7 separate regions of the Mus musculus genome follow, and regions 1, 2, 3, 4, 5 and 7 are each linked to region 6. A link is a contact called in public promoter capture Hi-C data. All regions are on one chromosome and are shown on one strand. The core of a region is the stretch at or near the end of the contact, and the rest is flanking DNA. Distances in the headings are between cores, read along the strand shown.

The links. Promoter capture Hi-C pulls out the DNA fragments that hold promoters and counts their contacts. Capture Hi-C pulls out chosen DNA fragments and counts their contacts.
Region 1: a promoter capture Hi-C map of liver shows a contact between it and region 6, with 6 times the contacts expected there. The contact joins the promoter of Zfp568 here to the promoter of Zfp60 in region 6. A contact is called at or near these places in 1 of 39 promoter capture datasets (liver) and 1 of 9 other capture datasets (adipose tissue).
Region 2: a promoter capture Hi-C map of adipose tissue shows a contact between it and region 6, with 4 times the contacts expected there. The contact joins the promoter of Zfp566 here to the promoter of Zfp60 in region 6. A contact is called at or near these places in 2 of 9 other capture datasets (adipose tissue and liver).
Region 3: a promoter capture Hi-C map of pre-B cells shows a contact between it and region 6, with 4 times the contacts expected there. The contact joins the promoter of 4732471J01Rik here to the promoter of Zfp60 in region 6. A contact is called at or near these places in 2 of 39 promoter capture datasets (liver and pre-B cells).
Region 4: a promoter capture Hi-C map of liver shows a contact between it and region 6, with 6 times the contacts expected there. The contact joins the promoter of Zfp14 here to the promoter of Zfp60 in region 6. A contact is called at or near these places in 2 of 39 promoter capture datasets (hippocampal neurons and liver), 1 of 484 Hi-C or Micro-C datasets (CD4 T cells) and 1 of 115 datasets of contacts at active chromatin or transcription factors (large pre-B cells).
Region 5: a promoter capture Hi-C map of liver shows a contact between it and region 6, with 5 times the contacts expected there. The contact joins the promoter of Cox7a1 here to the promoter of Zfp60 in region 6. A contact is called at or near these places in 2 of 39 promoter capture datasets (both in liver).
Region 7: a contact with region 6 is called in a promoter capture Hi-C map of pre-B cells, with 4 times the contacts expected there. The contact joins the promoter of Cic here to the promoter of Zfp60 in region 6. A contact is called at or near these places in 3 of 39 promoter capture datasets (cranial neural crest, maxillary cranial neural crest and pre-B cells).

Annotation. Positions count from the first base shown.
Region 1 is chr7:29,982,696-29,985,427 of GRCm38.p6, forward strand. It overlaps Zfp568 (zinc finger protein 568), which reads left to right and starts at 1,260. Exons shown (of 10, transcript NM_001167872.1): 1 at 1,260-1,533; 2 at 2,565-2,631. Gm31735 (a long non-coding RNA gene) reads right to left here and starts at 826. Exons shown (of 2, transcript XR_001778074.2): 1 at 738-826.
Region 2 is chr7:30,089,033-30,091,865 of GRCm38.p6, forward strand. It overlaps Zfp566 (zinc finger protein 566), which reads right to left and starts at 1,478. Exons shown (of 4, transcript NM_152814.2): 1 at 1,256-1,478.
Region 3 is chr7:25,393,242-25,395,986 of GRCm38.p6, forward strand. 4732471J01Rik (RIKEN cDNA 4732471J01 gene) reads left to right here and starts at 1,472. Exons shown (of 7, transcript NR_015569.3): 1 at 1,472-2,712. It also overlaps a transcript of Lipe not described here.
Region 4 is chr7:30,049,784-30,052,777 of GRCm38.p6, forward strand. Zfp14 (zinc finger protein 14) reads right to left here and starts at 1,613. Exons shown (of 5, transcript NM_178733.5): 1 at 1,562-1,613.
Region 5 is chr7:30,182,585-30,185,505 of GRCm38.p6, forward strand. Cox7a1 (cytochrome c oxidase subunit 7A1) reads left to right here and starts at 1,587. Exons shown (of 4, transcript NM_009944.3): 1 at 1,587-1,661; 2 at 2,501-2,587; 3 at 2,691-2,775. The coding sequence starts at 1,647.
Region 6 is chr7:27,729,879-27,732,753 of GRCm38.p6, forward strand. It overlaps Zfp60 (zinc finger protein 60), which reads left to right and starts at 1,531. Exons shown (of 5, transcript NM_029531.2): 1 at 1,531-1,592.
Region 7 is chr7:25,266,352-25,269,051 of GRCm38.p6, forward strand. It overlaps Cic (capicua transcriptional repressor), which reads left to right and starts at 1,348. Exons shown (of 21, transcript NM_001302811.1): 1 at 1,348-1,405. Gm45974 (a long non-coding RNA gene) reads right to left here. Exons shown (of 3, transcript XR_001778066.2): 3 at 1,982-2,046.

The DNA.
Region 1 (2,732 bases), core at 10-2,509, 2.3 Mb after region 6:
TGACAAGTCGTCATTAAGCAAGTACTTCCAGAGGCATTCAGATGTTGGGGTCATGGGGTGTGCAAATAATGAGGAAAGGACCAAGAAAGTCGGAAATAAACCACAAGTAAACTTTATACCCTCCCCCCGTCCCGTTCCCTCCCCCCCCCCCCCCCCCCCGGGAAAACACTTCTAACTGGTTAGGGTCACAAGTCAGCTTCGACCTTTGACAAAGGGAGAGAGCAGTCTCCTTTCTCCTTTTGAAGCATAAAGGCAGGAGCAGAGGTTCAGGGAACAATAAAGAAGGAATTTGTAAATTGAGGGTTAGTTCTGGAGCCCAGGGTGTGGCAGGTAGGAGGATGTTCATTCAGGCTCAAGGCTATTCTAAGACAGAGGTCTTATCTCAGCCTTTAGGGAGCTCGCCCAGGCCTGGTGGTTTTACTGCAGCTTGAAAGAAAGTAAGGCTTGCGGGCATGCAGTAAGATGGGGGCGGCCGTCCAATACCTGGGATCACTCTGGGCTCGGCACAAAGGAAAGCCCGGCTCTTTGTGGTTTGTAGTGCATTCTTTGCCTCTTTTGGGTAACTGACCTGGCAATGGGTAAAACTGGGAGTAGACATAAAAAAATTGTGACCCTCCAGGTCTTTCTTGGCCAGGCCAGAGATCATTACCAGCCTTGTCCCCATTATCCATCCTGCGTAGAGAATGGAGATTAGGAGAGAACTGGCACCCTGACCAATTTGCGAATCTAAACCTCACCTCAGAGATTGTTCCCAGGAGCAGAGTTCTGAAGTCACAACCACTCGGGTGACAGGAGCCCCATGGTTACATGCAAGATGCCACATAGAGGTAGGCACAGTCTTACACTTAAGCCACAACTCCACAACGACCAGACATTTCATGTCCTCATAGAAAAGCTATCAGAATGTATTACAAACAACCACAAAAACTATTCCAGGGCACTGCGTCCGCCCAGTCGCAAGGCTCCTGCCGAGAGGCTGGACAGGCCACTAGCCTTTCTGGGAAATGTAGTCCACAAAGGGACAGCCACCTAGCGCCCCCAGCGCCTCCTCTGGTTGTTCCGGAAAAGACCGTCCCCGCAGCTGCTCACGTCCAGCGCTGCTTCGCCGGCGGCGTCACCGTCTCGCCGCGCTAATGGGCTCAGCCACCTCGGCGCCTTCGGCCATGACTCCTGTCCCTAGCACAGGAAACGCCAGCCGAGCTCTGACCGGAAGTTGGGTCGGGCCGCGGGTCCTTCTGGGAGCACCTGTGCTCTGGGACATAACGGGCGCGCGCTGCCGCCCGAGTGGAGGGGCTGGCCGTGCGTGGCCCGCATGCCGCGTCTCTGAGGTTGCGTCTCGGGAGGTTTTGGCTGGTGGCGCTGCGGGGACCTCTCCACGGGAGAGGCACGGGTGGTCCGGTTTGCGCCGGCCGTGGGCTTCGGGCTGGGCGCGGGCTCTCGGGGGGCTCGGAGTATCCCGGGTCACAGCTTTGCGGAGAGCTCCGGGCCAGAAGGCGGGACTCAAGCCTGTTCGGAGCTGCAACCAAAAACCTGGTAAGAGTTTGTGCTACTCTGGAGATTTGGAGGGGGTGTGGTTGTGCGAGAGCGAGTGTCCTGTCGTGGCCATGTTTGGTGGTAAGGGGTTGAGTAAGGGTGTGGTGAGTGTGGGGATGGCGTGGCGTGTGCAATTGTACCGCGGAGTTCTTAGGTGTGTAGCATTTGGCGTAACTCGTAACTACGGGGAAAAAAAATCTGTACTTTCTAATGATTTCCCCCTCCTCATTGCCGCCCTTTCAACACTTTCTTCTCTAACTTTTTTCAGTTTTTCTTTCTATTATTACCTAATGGCTTGCTTGGCTTATTTAATTTTTAAAAAAATCTTTTCTTTTCTCTCCTTTCCTTTTCCTTTTTCTTTTTTTCTTTTTCTTTTCTTTTCTTTTCTTTTCTTTTCTTTTCTCTTCTTTCTTTCTTTTACCTTTGTAGTGTTGAATTTAAATCTAACGCTTCAATCACACCAGGCAAAAACTGTACCAATGAGCTACATTCCCAGCCCTGAAGTTAGTTTAATAATGGCTGAAAAAAATTCCTAAGCTCAATAGCAAACCAACTGGGATTCCTTCAGTTCACGTTGTTAGCAGATTCATTGCATTTAGCTGATCCAGGCTGTATTTGGTTGAAATTCAGATCTGCTCTCTGTTTGTTGTTTTCTGGTGCTCAAGTTAAAAAGAACTGATTCCAAACATATTTTCTTTTCACGGTGGATTATGGGAGCACAGGGGAGATCATGCAAAGACTCTAAAAAACCTCTGCTTCAAATGTGTCCATATTTAGCCAAAGAAAAGTTGTGTGGGTAAGCTTGTAGTCTATTAAAATAACTATTTGCCACATTAAGAAATCTCTAGAAATACTTTTATACTGGGTGTTACCGTTTAGTGCAAGTGCTCTTTGATGATAGTGTGCTCTTGTTTGCACTCTCTTGTGTGCACTCTCTAGCTCTGCTCTCTAGCTTGCTCACTAGCTCTCTCTCTCTCAAATTACATTTGTCACAAATTTTATATTCCAAACCCTTTGTCTTTATGTTTCAGGTTTCTCATGAGCAACATATCAGCTGAGTGTTTTTTAAACTCATTTGTCTGGCCTGACTGTTAATAGGTGAGTTTAATTCTGCTGTATTATCATACTACTGAAAACACGTTTTTATTGTTTATATTTACCTTGTTTCGGTACCCCCCTCACTGGCTTGGTTTCTGTTC
Region 2 (2,833 bases), core at 228-2,727, 2.4 Mb after region 6:
CCAAAAATCTTCAACACAAAATTTGTCTTGTTTATAGAAAGTGCAGGGATAAATATGGAGCAGAGACTGAGGGAACAGTCATCCAATGACTGCCCCAACTTGAGACCCATCCCATGTGAGAGAAACTAATTAACTCTACTAATGATACTCTTGTGCTTGCAGACAGCAGCCTAGCATAACTGTCTCCTGAGAGACTTCACCCAGCAGTGGATGGAGGCAGATGCAGAGAGCCACACTCATCAGGTGGAGCTTGGGGAGTCTTGTGGAAGAGTATGGGATAGAAGTGAGCAAGCCAGAGGGGTCAAGGATACCACAAGAAGACCCAGAGTCAACTGACCTGGGAGCATGGAGGTTCACAGAGCCTGGGTCACCAACCAGGGAGCATGGAAGAGCTGGACCTAAGCACACTCCCCACCCCACGCCTACACGTTTGTAGCAAGTGTGAGCTTGGTGTTTATGTGGGTCCCCCTAAGAAGTGGAGCGGGGGTTGTCTCCATCTCTGTTCCCTGTCATTGGATCACCCCCTACTTCGACTGCCTGATTGTGCTTCCTAGACCTGCTGGGACTAGGTGCCCCAGGGAGGGGTGGTACCCAGAGGGACTCTCCTGCCCAGAGGACAAGGTAAGGGGGAGATGGAGGGAGGGATTTGTAAGGGTAGGACTGGGAAGCGAGGAAGGAGGGTGGCTGAGATTAGGATGTAAAGTGAATTTTTAAAAGTAAACATTAAAAACAGTTGGAAATACTCATATGGCTACCCTTAATAGTCGAGATGTATAAATGCTTCAGATCCTGAAATATCAAACAGCACAAAGACTCAGTTAAGCCGCTATCCCACTTAACACGGGGAAGTCCTACACAGCTGTCCAAATAAACAAAGTAAAAGACAAAGAAAAGCATGATAGCTCACAAATGAACCTCTAAAATGAGCAAAGGCTAAAGAAGAATGCACGCAAGATACACATTCAAAACTTCACACTCACAACCCACACACAGACCCACAACAGAGACACTCGGCTATCGGAAACCTACCTACGAGAAGACAGGACTACCTACTAGGGGCTCAAAAAGTAACTTAAGCACAACTTCACTTTTACCACACAGAATCCACAGGTATCTGCGCCTGCACTGTGCTGCACGTGGTCACAACATCACACAGTCGCACGCCCCTACAGAGACAGAACACTCACCCAGTCAGCAGCTCTCCACATCCACACACAATGCCGCACGTGTCCCCAGCTCGCTCCCTCCCACTCACCAAGGGGTGGTGGCCGCCACGGTGTTAGCAGAAACTGATGCTCATCACCAGTCCAGCCCCTTAGCGCCGCGATCACTGTTCACAAATTAGCCGCACAATTCCGACTCCTCTGCCGCACAAAGCCCAGCCTCGGCGTTCGCCCCGCCTCCTCCCGGGTTCCGCACCAAAGGCCTTCCTTGCAAGCTGCCAAAGCCCTGCAATCCTTCAGTGCACCTCCCCTCTTGCCAGCAAAGCTCTGAAGTCACGCCAGGCGCGTGATCTTCCCGCGAGAAGCCAGGGAGCCCTCTGGGAAATGTAGTCAGTCCGAGGGAACGCGGCAGACAAGATGGCTCCCGATGGGCGGGGCTTCTAACGGTCCCTCAGTGTGGTGGACGAGCGGAGGACACCCCAAATAGAAACGCATCCTCAGGATACATGGAACCCTATATCAGCTTCCACTACTGCATTTAAAATCATTCAAAAAAGTTAGGAATCTGTTGATTTCCCGGACTTTTGGTATTATCTGTAGAGGATAGACTGCATCAGGAAAGGGGCGGAGAACTGGTAGGGGGCGGAGTGTGATTTGCATAGTAAGCATAATCATGCGGCTGAGACTTCTAGTAATATAATTCAGTGCAATACGAAAAAAAATATATTGAAGGGGGAAAGTTATCTCAATTTCTCAGAGAGCTAAGCCTTTGCTTGGCCACCTCTAGCGGCCGAGTTTCCCCCCGCCCCAGAAGTGTGCAGGAACAGATCTCCTCCGCAGATGTGTGACTTGTTCTGGACATGCATTTGGCTTGGTACTCATTAGCAGGTCCTGTAGGTTGAAAGGGTGGATACCAGGACCACACCTTGGATTCCCACATGCTTCTAATGCTAGCCCGCAGGAGGAGCAGGAGGATCAGGGTCATCCCTGGCTACTGAGAGGTAGTTACATTAAAAACTACAGTGGAACACTTGGAGAAAGCATCTTCCTTTGAAGTGATTTCCATAACCAATAAATATACCTAGTCCAGGAGATAACAAGTCAGTCGGTCTGAAAAAGACATTAAAGTTGGGGCTAGAGAGATGACTCAGCGATTAAGAGCACTGGCTTCTCTTCCAGAGGACCTGAGTTCAATACCCAGCCACCACATAGTGGCTCACAATCATCTATAAGAGGATATGATGCCCTCTTCTGGCCTACAGATGTATATGCAGCAGAGCACTCACATTAAATCTTTTAAAACGACATTGAAGTTAAAAGACTACATCTCTGTATAAATCAAGATTTTCTCTTCAGAAAATAGGGACAACACGGCTTACCTCACTTCTCTGTTAATTGCAAAGCTGCCACAGTCCTAACGAAATAGATACTATAAAGACATGAAGATCTTATAAGGATATGAAGTTACCCAGAATAGAATGGAGCTGAGGGAGAGCTGCCGGTAGACTACCCCAATGATAACGGGTATACTAACCAGGCATGTTAGAGGGAAGTGAAGTTTGGGATTGCTGGGTGCGGAGATTTGAATGAGCTGGCTCATAGGCTCATACATTTGAATGCTTAGTCATTAGTTTATGGAACTGCCTGGGATGGGTTAGGGGATATGGCCA
Region 3 (2,745 bases), core at 222-2,721, 2.3 Mb before region 6:
GCAGGACACATTTTCTCATGTAGCCCAAGCTGGCTTCAGACTGACTATATAGTCAGAGACTACAAGACTTTAAGCTTCTTTCTGATCCTCTTGCCTCGGCCTCCCTACTTCTGAATTATAAGCAAGTGCTATGATGCCTACTGTGTGTGGTCCTGGAGACAGACCCTTGGGCTTTGTCCATGCTAGTCAGGTACTCCAGTAATAAGCTACATCCCCAGCTCCAGGATTTTTCCTTTTATCATACTGGCTTGTTTACAATGTTTTGTAAATGGGTGAATGAGAGAGGTTGAGACAGAGTTCCACTCTGTAGCCCTGACTGACCTGCAACTCACTATGTAGCCCGGGCTTGCCTTGAACTGACTCAGCTTCCCAAGGACTGGGATCAGAGGTGTGCGGCACATGCCTGGCAACAACAGTCTTATTACCATCTGTGTCCTCAGCTCTACTGAGACTGCCCTGCTAGTTACAGAAAGCCGAAGCCTGGCACCTCTAGGTATTGAATGTCTGTCTCGGGATGAAATCTTTGTGACTAGAGCCTTTTAGATTCAGAATTAAGGTTGAGGCATACAACAGCTGTCAGCTCCACACTCCCTGCTCTGAGAAGGCTGAAGGTATCCATCTCCCTGCCCTCACTGGACAGGTACAGGAAACCCAACCAGCTCAGTGCCTCTGTGTCTCTGTCGTCATTTGGGAAATGGGCTGATCATAATGACAGCTGTCTCATCCAGTTACTTGTGGCAAGATCACAAGGATAAATGACGGCTCCAGCCAGTCAGGATACCCTTGGGGCAGAGGTGGGATCTGATTCACAGGTCTGAGGCCTGGCACTAGGAAGGGCCTCAGGAAATGACAGTCACTTCTCAGAGCTGCGAGCCTTTGTGAGTGTGCTTACCTGAACCCCGTGCAAGGGAGGAGCCTTACTCAAGCAGATTCTTTCTGACTCCTCATGACACTAAGGGCAGCTTGGCTATTAACAGCTCCACGTCACACTTCACACATTCCTTTGCTTATCAATCTAATAAATACTTGAATGTCCATGTGTCTGGCATTCCCTGTAAACAAGGCAGACACAACCCTACTCTTAGGGAGACCAGTGTCTAGTAGAGTCAGACACTCTACTCAGCACACTCAGCCAGACAGTAGACTTACATACACCTCTCCAAAACACACACATTTGAATCTGACAACAGCCCTACAGATGCCTGTTGGGAGCTCAGAAAAAAAATTGAGAAAAGGTCCCTGTTCATTACTTCACATTCATAGCAATTTGGTACAATGGGTCTTTGCGATTGAGGTTCCATATCGCTTCAAAGCATAGTGTTCTGCTATGTGTCTTTGTTGGGGGATAGGAGGCTTCAGGGTCCTGCTTGAGCTCCAACACTTGTCTACCAAAGGAGGATGAGGAATGATGAATTTGGGGGTTTTGGGTCTGGTAAGCCATGCCAGGTTTTTTCTGGTTTTGCCTGCACAGGAACCTGTCCCTGGAGTCTGATAAAGATCCATGGACTGCCGGTGGAGCTGCATAGCGGAGGGCTTGCTTAGTGTTCACCAGGCCCTAGGTTTGGCTGTAAGCAGCGCCACAAGACAGACAAAACTCATAACCAAACCAGGACTTAATGCCTGCTCTGATTGAGCCATGCAAAATCTTTGGTTGTTCTGCCACTGTTTCTCCAGCCTTTTGGATCCAGGGAAGCTAAATGGTAACTCCCTCCTTTCTCTAAGGACAACGTAAAAGTTCTCATGTTTTGCAAGTCGCCCCAGGGTTGCTGGGTTGATGAAGGTCGATTGTCAAAGAGCAGATGGATGGATTCACTGAGAGAGTAAGAAGGGGCTGCAAGGAGCTCTTCCAATTACCGGATGCCCCTTCTGCCTACCTTTTGCATTCTATTTATTTAGAAAAAGCGGTTAAAAACCCTTCTACGTTATTCTTTTAAGAGGGCAGAAGACATGAAAACCGCTTGAACCGAAACAGAAAACACTAAAGGCACAGCTCTTGGCCACACAGAAAAAGGAACCTGAGAGAGAACCTTATTCCGACAGACGAGCATTTCGGACACTTCCCCAAAGACCGCACTGGGACAGACGTAGTCCTTACGTCTCGGTGGGGCATTCTACTCTCACATCACCCCCCCCCCCACGCGCAGGACGGCAGTGGATCAGTCCACGGGTCTCTTCCCCCTCGTGGAAGTGGGTCAGTTCCCCCAGTCCCCAGTCCCCCGCAGGATGTGCGGGATTTCTTTTAAGCTGTTACCGACTCACCTTTGATCTTGCCTTTTCGCCACCGCCTGCGACTGCGGTTCTTCGATCCTTCTTTGCCCTGCTTGGAGGCCTGGGCCCCCACGGGCGCCGATTCCACGGCCGGCTCCATCAATTCTTTCCAGTCCTGGCGCGGGGCCCAATTCCAGCGATCAAGTTCCTCTCTTAGAGTCAATCCTAGTTACACACCACTGCCAGGCCCCCAAACCATCCAATCCTGGGCAGGCTCCTCGCGGAGCTCCGCCTTTAATGGGTGGGGCTGAAGGTCTTGGCCCGCCCATCTGCTCAGATTAAAGGAACCGCGCAGTGCACCGTAACGACAAACAAAAAACCAAAAACCAAAAACCAAAAAAAAACCCGCAGTCCTGGAAGCAGCGAGAAGTGCCCTCACAGCAGGAATAGTGAGGAGTCGCGTTAGAGTCACCCCAACAAAGAATTCTCAGTCATCTTGTGCAGGTGCTGACCCTCGCCATCTCATTCACCTTTCCT
Region 4 (2,994 bases), core at 363-2,862, 2.3 Mb after region 6:
TACCAGTGAGGTACCCTGCCAGCCCCCCAACCCCACCCCACCCCCGCCCCCGGGCAAAAGGCTTTGAAGAGCTTGGTAATTTAGGGGTTTAGACCTGGCTGCTGTTGCTAAAATGGGATTAAAAGAGACAGAGATTGATTGAAGATTAAGTGTTATTCTGGCTGGGCACAGTGGCACACATTGCAGCCTGGAGGCTGAGGCAGGAGGATCACCCACAAATTTGAGATCACATGGGTTACAGTGAATTCCTGGTCAGTATAGGTACAAATTGTTTAAAACAAGAACAAAACGTGCTATTCTGGTAAGAAGCGTGGTTTAGCAAAGGAATCTTCCACAGTAATTAAAAACGAACTAGCAAAGCAGGCTTCGTGGATAAGAAAGCTGCAGCCTGGAATGCAGAGATGGATCAGCGGGTTACACTCTCAGCACCTACGTGACTGCTGTAACTCCAGTTCCAGAGAATCCGATGCCCTCTTCAGGGCTCCTCAGGCGCAGTCACACTCAGTGGTGCACAGAAAGAAAAGCAGACAGAAACACTCACATACGTAAAAAACGAACATGTTAAAAATTTAAAACCTGTGAGGCTGGAAACAGCTGTACTGCTAGGAGCAGTGGCTGCTCTAGCAGAGGATGCAAGTGTGATTCCCCGTACTCACATGGTGTTTCACGACCGTCTATAACTCCAGTTCCTGGGAATCAGACACCTTCTCCTGGCTTCTGCTGGTATGTGTATACACACAAATACACACACACACACACACACACACACACACATAAAAAAGAAAAAATACAAAAGACATTTGTAACCACACAAAGAGGGCCTGGACCCGCATTTAATCAGAGACATAATCTCTGAGTGATGCTTACTATCAGTCTGCATGAATCTGTCTCCTCTACCCTGACCAAGATAACACCAAACCGCTGCTTCTTTCCAAGCTAACTTCATTTTCACTTTCACAGTAATGAGGAGTAAATGTCCCCATGCCTGGAAAAACAAGGAGTACACTTCATAGGACAACGAGAAAGAAGAAAGTTAGGCTATTTTTTTTTCCGCAGTAATGTTGGGTCTCTATGTATGCAACAACAATCGTTTCCTGCTTTTATTCCCTCGCCTTCCCTAAAATGAACAAGTCTGGGGAAAAGGTCAAACCGGGAAGGTGCGGGCTTGGTAGCCTGGGGACACACCCCTCGCGACCAGCCCTTCCACACACATAACCTACTGGAAATGGAGCGCCGCGGATGGAGAGGACACTGGCCGCCACCGGAGGGGCAGGTTTGACAGGCGACGGCCACCGGGGCTGCCTGGCGGGGAGGGAGCGCGTACAAAGCAGCCCTGCGGTGGCAGCTGCGCTGTCTTTTTGTACGGAGGGCCCTCACTCTGAGGTTCACACACAGAACTCAGAGCCATGCTGGGCCTCTGGGCTCTGCAGCGGGAAGACGGAGGATGCAACGGGGTACGCGGTGTCCACTCAGCGTCACCGACTCCAAGTCTCTCAAGCCAACTAAAGACAAACCTACGCTGCCCCCGCGACAATTTCCTCAGTGCAAGGGACCAACTCACCTCTCAGAGCGGACCGGCGCTAAGCAGCCGGAAGGATGCTGCGCAGAGGCCTGTGGGAAATGTAGTCCATGGTGGGAAAGACTGGGCCAACGCAGCGGAGTGCGCAAGCGTGCTCGGGGCTGTGATGGGTGGAGGCCTCTGGGTGTGATCTTGGACCAGCTGGAAGGGCTAGGAGATTCCGCTGCCCTCTGCCCCCAAATCCCCACCCCAAACCTAGCTCACTGGGCTGGGGGTTGTGTCGTTGCCCTACCAGGGCTGAGAACACCATCATCACATTATCACATGCTTAATATGTGAGATAAGCATATTCTCACCCCAGCGAGGGTGTAGGCATGATCAGGGAACTCAGTAAAATACATTCTCCAAAGGTGCAGTCCCACATCTACCCAGGGAAAGGTTGCTCAGGCTCCTTGGAGTTCCCGCTGCCTCTGCTTTCTCCCACTGTCCCTTCTAGCCGTTGTGTATATTGGTCTAGTCGTTGGTATTGGCCTTAGGTTTTGTTTTGCAAACTGGAGATGAAGCCAAGACCTCTAAGACTGGAAAGATAATTATGCTTTCTTCTATCACAGTGGTTCTCAACCTGTTGGTCGAGATCCCCCCCCCCCTTGGGGGTCAAATGACCTTTCACAGGGACCACCTAAGACCATCAGAAAACACAGATATTTACATTAGGATTCCTAACAGTAGCAAAATTACAGTTATAAAGTAGTACCGAAAATAATTATATAGCTTGTGGATCACCACAACATGAGGAACTGTATTAATGGGTCGCAGCTTTAGGGAGGTTGAGAACCACTGCTCTAACATTTTCTTGTGTTTGTGCCAGGCCTCATCCGGTCTTCAGGAGACTGAAGCATGCAGACTGCAAATTCAAGATGAATGGAAAAAAAAAAAAAAAAAAGGAGGACATGACTGCTCCCAAGGGATTGAGATCTAAGAGAGAGCACTGGCAGGGGCGTCTGAAAGTAACCAGGGTGGCCATGACTGCCGGACTAAATGGGGCCATGTGAGGGGAGGGGGTGGGGTGTAGGACAGGCTAGAAGCCAAGAGGCCAAGTGCAGCGGGCAAGAGGTAACAAAAGGACCTTGTGCCCAAAATGACTGGGTTATACAGGAATCACAGAAGCTGGGAGATGGGAAGCCCAGGCCTGGGCTACAGAGTTTGGGATAGTGGGGGGCAAGGTATATCAGCCAGGATGTCTCTGTAATAGGTGCTGGGGATGTTGAAAGATCCTCATCGATCCTCTTGTTTCTTTCCAGAGCGCTGTTATTACAGGCATCCGTCAACATTCCCAGCGTTGGGACGTTAGTTTTAGGAACGTGACAATTGAGAGGCTGGTGAGATGGCTTAGTGATTGAGAACCCTTGCGCTCTTGCAGACACAACACATATGATGGTTCCCAAGTGTCTGTAACTTCAGTTGCAGAGGGCTGG
Region 5 (2,921 bases), core at 337-2,836, 2.5 Mb after region 6:
ACTCACTAGCAGTCAGACCTGGTGATTTATCAGGGTCCATCTACAATTAAGCCTAACTCCTAAGTCCCACCCAGATGGCCAGTCTCAGAGAGAGAGAGAGAGAGAGAGAGAGAGAGAGAATGGGCTGCCATGTCACCTCTGTTTAGGTTGGATCCCAAAGAAAAGATCTAGGGCTGGGCAGTGGCAGTGCACGCCTTTAATCCCAGCACTTGGGAGGCAGAGACAGGCAGGCAGATTTCTGAGTTCAAGGCCATCTTGGTCTACGGAGTGAGTTCCAGGACAGCCAGGGCTATACAGAGAAACCCTGTCTCAAAACCTAAACCAAACCAAAAAAAAAAAAAAAAAAAGAAAAGATCTAGGAAGCTTAATTTCAGCTAAAAAAACAATACAAATGCCCCATATTTTTCTCTAAGGGAACAACTCTTTCTCCCTCTGCTCTTTCCATCTCTCCCATCCCCTTCACGACCCCTACCTCCCTACCCTCCTCTCCTCCATCTGTTCACTGTCTATTCTTTTTTATTTTGTTATGTGCATTGGTGTTTTGCCCGAATGTATGTGTCTGTGAGGATGTTGGATCCCCTGGACCTGCAGTTACAGACATAGGTAAACAGCCATGTAGGTGCTAGGAACTGAACCAGGGTACTCTGGACTAGCAGTCAGTGCTCTTAATCGGCAAGCCACCTCTCCTGCCCTCCATTGTCAGTCCTTAAACTGTTTTTTTTTTTTTTTTTTTTTTTTTTTTTGAGACAGGGTCTCTTTACGTAGTGCCTGTAGCAAGGCTGGAACTCACCGTGTAGACCATTGTAGAACAGTGAGCCTCAGAAGTGCAGGAATTAAAGGTCTGGGTCACCACGGCCCGCTTTTCTTTTTTCTTTTTCTTTTTTCTTTTCTTTTTTTTTTTTTTTTTTTTTTTAGTTTTTCGAGACAGGGTTTCTTTCTCTGTGTAGCTCTGGCTGTCCTGGAACTCACTCTGTAGACCAGGCTGGCCTCGAACTCAGAAATCCACCTGTCTCTGCCTCTGCCTCCCGAGTGCTGGGATTAAAGGCGTGTGCCATCACGCCCGCACAGCCCCCCCCCGCCCCTCCCCCCTCCTTCTCTCTCTCTTTTTCTCTCTCTCTCTCTCTCTCTCTCTGTCTCTCTCTCTGTCTCTCTCTCTCTCTCCCTCCCTCCCCCCCTCCCTCTCTCTCTCTCTATCTCTTTAATTTCTTAAATCAGTTCTGGCCTGGTAAATATCTTTATCTGTATCGGGGTGACTCCTTGTTTCCTCAAGAACACTGGGGAAGATCCTGACTTGGCCCTGAGGAAACAAATATGGAAACTAAGGCTCCAAGGTGCAGTGATCACTCATTCAGAAGACAGACATTTATCTCTGCCCTCACTGGCTCCCAGATTATCAGCAGGGTAACCCTAGATAACAGCCAGGGAGTGGCAAGTCCCTGAGCCACTGTCATTGGGGTCAACCCAAATGCGGAAACGATGACTGACAAGTTGGAACACTTTCTCTCTGACCCTATTGGACAAATCTAATTTGGTCACGCCCCACCAGTCTGGGAGTCAGTGGGCGTGGCTTGGGATTCCCTTAGGGTAAAGTGCTGCACGTCCTTGGGCGAAGAGGGGAGGTGACTCGGAGCTGCTGAGGACGCAAAATGAGGGCCCTACGGGTGAGGCCCCAGCACGGGCTGTGTCGGGGTGGAGGGGAACCCCACAACCCAGATGCCTAACCTAAACATGCCAGGATCCGGAGTCTTAGAACAGGTGCACCCTTCAGACTGGGACTTCCTCCCTGGCAGCCTGAGCTTCCAGACAGCACTATCCTTAACATGGTCCAGAACCCTGGGTTTAAGCCTCCGTTTACCCGAGTCCCCCTTAACATCCCAGGGGGCCCTAAAACCAACTCTCATGGAACTTCCAAGCCAGTCTTGCCATCCCTGGAACCTGATTTTCTGGTATTAATCTAGCCCTCTCCTTCAAACCCCATAGCGCCCATTTCACATTCTCAGCACTGGAGTCTCTCACAGCCTGCAGAGAGTTCCAAGCTGTAGCTTCTAGACACCGATTCCCCATCCCCACTCCTTTGTTTGTTTGTTTGTTTGTTTGTATGTTTGTTTTGACACAGGGTCTCCCATAGCCCAGGCTGGTCTCTAACTTGCTATGCAGCTGAATGTCCTTGACCTCCGACCTCCACCTCCCAATTGTAACAACTTATGTGACACCTCCTCTCATTTTCTAAATGCTTACTAAGTAGCCCAGGCTGGCCCCAACTCCTGCTTTCCTCTTGAATGCTGGGATAATAGGCTTCCACCAATGTCTTGACAGATGTCCCCACCCCCAACCCCCACCCCACCCCCGCTCTCACTAGTAACTATCTTGCCTTAAGATATCTTACCTAGTTCTTCATCAGAAATGTAGTCCCCACATCGCAAAGCGCTCCCTTCCTGCGGGATCCACATGAGGGCAGATCTCCAGGTGCTCCCTACAGACCCATCTCCTATCCCTCCAGGTCTCCCAGGCTCTGGTCCGGTCTTTTAGCTCATCTACCAGAAGCCACTTAGAAAACCGTGTGGCAGAGAAGCAGAAGCTCTTCCAGGTAGGCGGGACAGAGTCTCTGGACCTAATGAGGGGTGGGGGTCGCTGGGCAGGTGGAGGTCTGTGCAGGAGCCAGCAACCCTGTTCTCACCCCTCCAACTCAGGCCGACAATGACCTCCCAGTACACTTGAAAGGCGGGGGAATGGACAACGTCCTGTACAGACTGACCATGACGCTGACTCTGGGGGGTAAGTGCAGGACCACTGGCTTGCTCTGGTCATAAGAATAGCCAGGGTCCTCGGGCAGTGGTGGCGCATGCCTTTAATCCCAGCACTTGGGAGGCAGAGGCAGGCGGATTTCTGAGTCTGAGGCTAGCCTGGTCTGCAGAGTGAGT
Region 6 (2,875 bases), core at 281-2,780:
TTTTGTTACAAGGTTTCTTCGTGTAGAGACTGCTGGTTCTGTAGACCAGGCTGGCCTTGAACTCTTAGAAATCTGGTATTAAAGGCATGTGCCACCACTGCCCGCCTGAGGATGGTCACTTTTAATCAGCTAGAGTATTTATCAACGTATTTTCTGTAGTTAACATCTGGTTGAGACTGACTTATTTCAAATCTAATCTGTCTATACTGTAGGCGTTTAGATCATTTACAAAGCGTCTAATATGTTTAGTGGTCCTAATAGGATTATCATTAACCTTGACACTAGTTTTCTCTCATGTTCTGGAAAAATATGTGTAAATATAAATAATAAATAAATGTGGTTTTGAAAGCTCATGTTGAAAGACTCCGAGAGGAGCCCCTTGCTCAGGCCTCAGGACAATAGCGGACACCCAAGAACTCACAAGAGACCAAGCTTGATGCAAACCACATGAGGCTTTATTCGGGGAAAGCCAGAGCTCTGGGGACGACTCATATCCCACGCAGGGGTAGAGGAGTCGACCCCAAGGGGAAAGAGGTCCCAGTTTTTATAGGCCCTCAGGGGGGGAAGGAGAAGGGGGAAGTAGGGGATTTCCAGATCTAAACAATGTTTATTCTCAAGAAATGGGTATGGGAGGGGTCCAAGGGAAGAGTCTGGTGCAGGTGTAGGAACTCTAGATTGGCCGGGCTGTTGTTGCTGGGGAGATTTTCTGACTCTTTTTCAGCAACCAATATCACAAACACCTGGCAATGGGCTTCATCAGTGGGCACACACATGGGTTCAAGGAACGGTCAAAACATTGGCAGACACACGGGTTCAAGGAGTGGCCAGAGCATTGTGCACCTCTATTTTTCTAAATCAGTGAAGCTAGTTCTGCTAACAGTGACATCTATCTTGCCAATTTCAGGGCTTGTGTGACCTTTTACATTCTGTCAGGATCTTTCAATGTCATGTTACACTAAGTACGTTTTCCCTACATAAACAAGGCATACGTCGGTGGTTGTTTACATACGTCGGTGGTTGTTTAGATACTTCCACATGCTAGTCATTCACCTTTCAAAATGGGCGCAGTTCTGTTGATATTTATCCAACTAGTCCTCACTCACGTTTTCCTATCTAGATAACAGGGACACTGACTCTCTGAACATCTGGCTGTCTGAAATCGCTGATATAAACTACCACGTTTAAAACCAACCAATTCTTTAGTTCAGTGTCTTCCAATCTACCATAGTCCCTACTAGAGCACAGCAGGTGGAATCCCTCTTGGTGCAAAGTGTAACCACGCCAGTTATATCCGGATTTGATCACGCTTCCTATTCTGTCCGGGGGTGGGGTGGGGGGTCTGGGAGACAGAACACGACGTCTCCCACAAACCACTGGCATAGCTCTCAGATGGCCTGGCCTAAGTTGTGTGCAGTGATCTCTCTGAACTACAGACCGCTAGGCTTCATCGAGTTGAGCACTCGGCACTACATTTCCCAGGGGCTACCGCGGCGGAAGTAAAGCAACTTCCGGTGCCCTGGCGGCGCTATAGCGGACGGTCGGGTCTTTCTGGTCTGAGTAGGGAATTGCTTTGTGTCTTCGGTCTCTGCAGAGTAAGGCCGGGAGTCCGGGTGTGGGTGTGGACGGTGGGGTGGATGGATGTTGATGCGTGTGTGAGTGTTTAGGGACGGTGCTGTGTGTGCGCGCGCGCGTCTCTGCGTACGCACCTTGAGCTATTTGCATTATCACCGTGCTTGTCGCTTTCTCTCGCGGCCACCAGCAGAGGACCAAGCTTCACTGAGGAGAGGTGAGGGGCGGAGTCTGAAGGGAAGCTTTCCCTGTGGTTCAGATTGAGCTTTGTGACGAGCATTTGAGGCCGAAAGTGCCTCCGAGGGTGGCCTACTGGCCTTTTCTCAGAGCTCTAGCCGTGTGAGTGTCGAGGGAAGAGAGGGGAAATGCTCACTGGGGATGCTCTCAAATGTAATCTAGGCTTACTCAGATGTAATCTAGGCTTACTCAGGCTCCCTGCGCAGGCCATTATTCAAAAGGAGGGCTGGAGGAGCGTGAGATCGTTGTTGCTACCCACCGAAGGCTCAAGGGCGAGTTTGCGCTTTCTCTCTGTGCGAGAAATGAGGGTTTTATGTTTAGAATATGGAATTGTCAGTAAATGAAGAAGGAACGTGTAAATTGATACCGCCATCATTGTGTCCCTTACATTGTCCCTCCCCTTTCCAGTTAGTATTCACATTATCGTTTCAATGACCCTTGACATCTTCTGTCTACAATCACTCCCCCCACCTCACCGACCATGTTATAGATAGGAACCGACAGAGGTTAACAAAAGGGCTTTCAAACTCCGATGTGCTAAATCGATTTCTATTTGGATGGTGTCACACGTCAGATGGCCTTAGATCTTCTTACAGGTCTTCATTTCAAAGCAGCGGAAGAGTGGAGGTTTTTGTTTTCTAGTAGATTTTGAGATTGGGAAAGTGGTAGGCTCTCTCCCCCTCCCCTCCCCTCCCCTCCATCTGGGTTGGAGTCTTGGTTCTGTCCCCTCAGGCTCTCCAGGCCTGTCAGGAACCTTAGGATGCCTGTGGTGAAGCCTGTTAGTGCAGTGCCGCCATATCCTAAGGGCCTGGTGTGCTTTAGTTGTTGCTCTGTGAGGCCATCTTGGGTTCATTCCACTCAGTGTTCTGCAGGACAAGGGAGTGTGAGAAACAATGCGATTGCTGGTGGATGTTTAAGAAAGCCACTCAAACAGAAAAGCTAGGCTTTGTGGGGTACAACGAGGCAGAAAGAAGCAGGAAGGGCAATGTGAATTCTGTAGCAGCTTGATCCCCATAACACGTTTCAGGCCAGCTGGCCTACACAGTGAGAACCTATTTCAAAAACAAGG
Region 7 (2,700 bases), core at 98-2,597, 2.5 Mb before region 6:
CCTTGCCCACCTGAGACTAGAGACCCGTTCCATGCAGACAAGGGATCAATAGGGTCTGCGGCACGGTGGGAACTTCCTGTAGATATCGAGAAGTTGCCTCACTGTAAGTGCCATAGATAATGGGTGCTTTTTGCATGTCCTATGTGAAGCAGCCATATATCCCAGAACATTCTCTTACAGAGCATAGTGCAAGCATAAGGAAAGCAGAATAACTAAAAGCAGCTCAATGAGAAAGGGGTTTATCTCAACTTATATTTCATCAAGCCCATCTGAAGGGGCGTCAGGGCAGGAACTCTGGGCAAGAATTCAATGGGGAAGCCATGCAAGAACCCTTCATAATGGCTTGCTCTCCATGGTTTGTTTCGCCTGCTTCCCAGGACCACTTTCTCAGGGGTTGCACCCACCCACAATGGGTTGGACCCTCCTACACCAACCACTAATTAAGATAGTACTGCACTGACTTGCCTACAGGGCAATCTTTTGGAGACAATTGGGGTTCACTCTATGTCAGGATTTGGTACTTGTGTCAACTTAAAAACTAACCAGCACCAACAGTAAGATGTGCTACAATAGACCAGATGTGTGTGTGTGTGTGTGTTTCACTATTACAGTCTTGAGTATCCATCATATGCAAGAGAAACCTTCATTAGAGGAGGAGTACACCATTCTCCATTATCCTTTGATCCAAGGGAAACCTGATGGGAAGACTGAAGCTAGGGATAGTCACACCTGGTGTAAACTCGGCACCGGGGCAACAGCTGTCTATGCCTCAGAGGGTATGTGGCACATGCTCTTCTCCTCACCTCCGGTGTGACACCCACCCCAAGATTTTTACACATCTTTCCTCAGGTGTGAAAAGCCATAGGGCTATTCGCCTTCGGAATGAAGTGTGAAACCCCAGGAAGTGACGCAAAAGAAAAGTTTGGAGATTGGAGGGTGCGATCAGAAAAGTGCGCCGTCCTAAAATCAAAAAGTCTTGGAGTTGACATCACGGCCACAGGCCACGCGGGTTGCCAGTACTGCAGAGCGCGCTACCCTACAACCGCAGGTCCTCTCTCCTTCTGGTGGCAACAGGGCTTTCCGCGGGGCCGCGCCAGACTTTTTGAGACTGTTGATTGGCCGTAGTCCGGCCACCCGACAGCCAATCATGCAGAGGAAAGGTGACATCACTAGTTCTCCTCCCATCCCCCTACCCCAAACTTCTCTACTCTGGTTTACCAGCACCAACAACCACGTGGGGGAGGGGTAAGAGAGTAGAACCGGTGAGGTCATTGCACCGCCCCTGCCGTTGCTGATTGGCTGCGGGGCTCGCGGGTGTCGGTTGGCTGCTCTTTGCACCTCCCCCTCGTGCCGCTACAGCCGCCTCAGCGAGGAGCCACTGGCGACGCCAGAGCCAGCAATCCGGGTGAGTCGGGGCCCTGGGTCTAAGATGTTCCCAGTGTCCAGCGAGACTCAGGAGGAGCTGCCCTTTCCGACTTTTTCTCTTCGCCCGGGTTCTTTGGAGCTCCATGCACTCTGTCACATGGGAGTTGTAGTCTGACTTATGCTTCTGACTACGGGCCGGATACAGAAGAAGACTACTATTCCCAGCAGGCATTGCGTTCAGCTGGTCAACAAACCCTCGGGCCACGCCTCTCGAGCTTGTTTATTGGAGGGCATATCCTTTAGTCCCGCCTCCCTTCATTTTATTGGTTACTGTCCCTCGCAGGGGGTGGTTTCTTGCTTAAGATGGATGGTGATTGGGTACTGTAATTGTCATTCGGCATATAAATAGTCTGTTAATTGGTTAAAGGAGGTGTCCATTACTTGTTGTAAGGTAGAGTTCTAGGCAGATCAGGCAGTCGTAGGCTTAGGTTGGTGTCGGTCCCGGAGGGAGGCCGGTCTTGGAATTTGACCCCGCCCCTTGGCGCTGCCGGAAGAGCGCAATTGGTGGTAGCAAGTGTCGCTTGCGGATGATAGGCGGAGCCGACTAGACAGCGAATATCTATTGGTCTAGGTTGGCGCCGGTCACCGGGGTTGTGGCCGTTTATTGGCTGGTTGCTCCAGCTGTTGCAGGTCCATTCACCATTTTGTGTGTTGGAGTAAAAAAAAAAGGGAGAATCGAGAGGGAGAGCCGGAGGGGGGGCGGGGAGGGACCGGACCGGACTGAGCCGGGGCCACGGCCCCCCGCCCCGAAACCCCGCGGAGCCCGAGGTGAAGGGCGGGGCTAGGGCTGACACTGCGTGGGGGTGGAGGGGAGCTGGAGGCCGAGAGGGGACAGGTGGCAGGGACGGGAAAGGGGTACAGGGCAAAAGAGGTGGGCGGAATGGTGTGGGAAGGGGTGACAGAGTGGAAGAAGTGGTAGGAAGTGGGGAGTGACAGAAAAGGAGCAACTAGGGGAGAGTACTGATAACAGGAATGGAGGGGTAACAGGATTAGATCAGGGTGACAGGGAGAGGAAGGGGACCGAGTTGGAGGGGGTGATAAAGAGAGGCGATGGGCAGAGGTGTCAGATTTGGAGGTCTAGAGATGGCCGACAGAAGAGTGAATAGGAGGAATAGGTGATATAAATAAATGGGGGTGACCAGCGGGGGGGGGTAACAGGAGGGGGCCTAGTATCTGAGAAAATAAGGTAGAGGTGGTGACAAGATGGGAGAGAGTGGCAAGCGAAGATGGTGTCAGGAGGGTGGATGGAAATAGAGAGGATGAGACCCTAAAGGG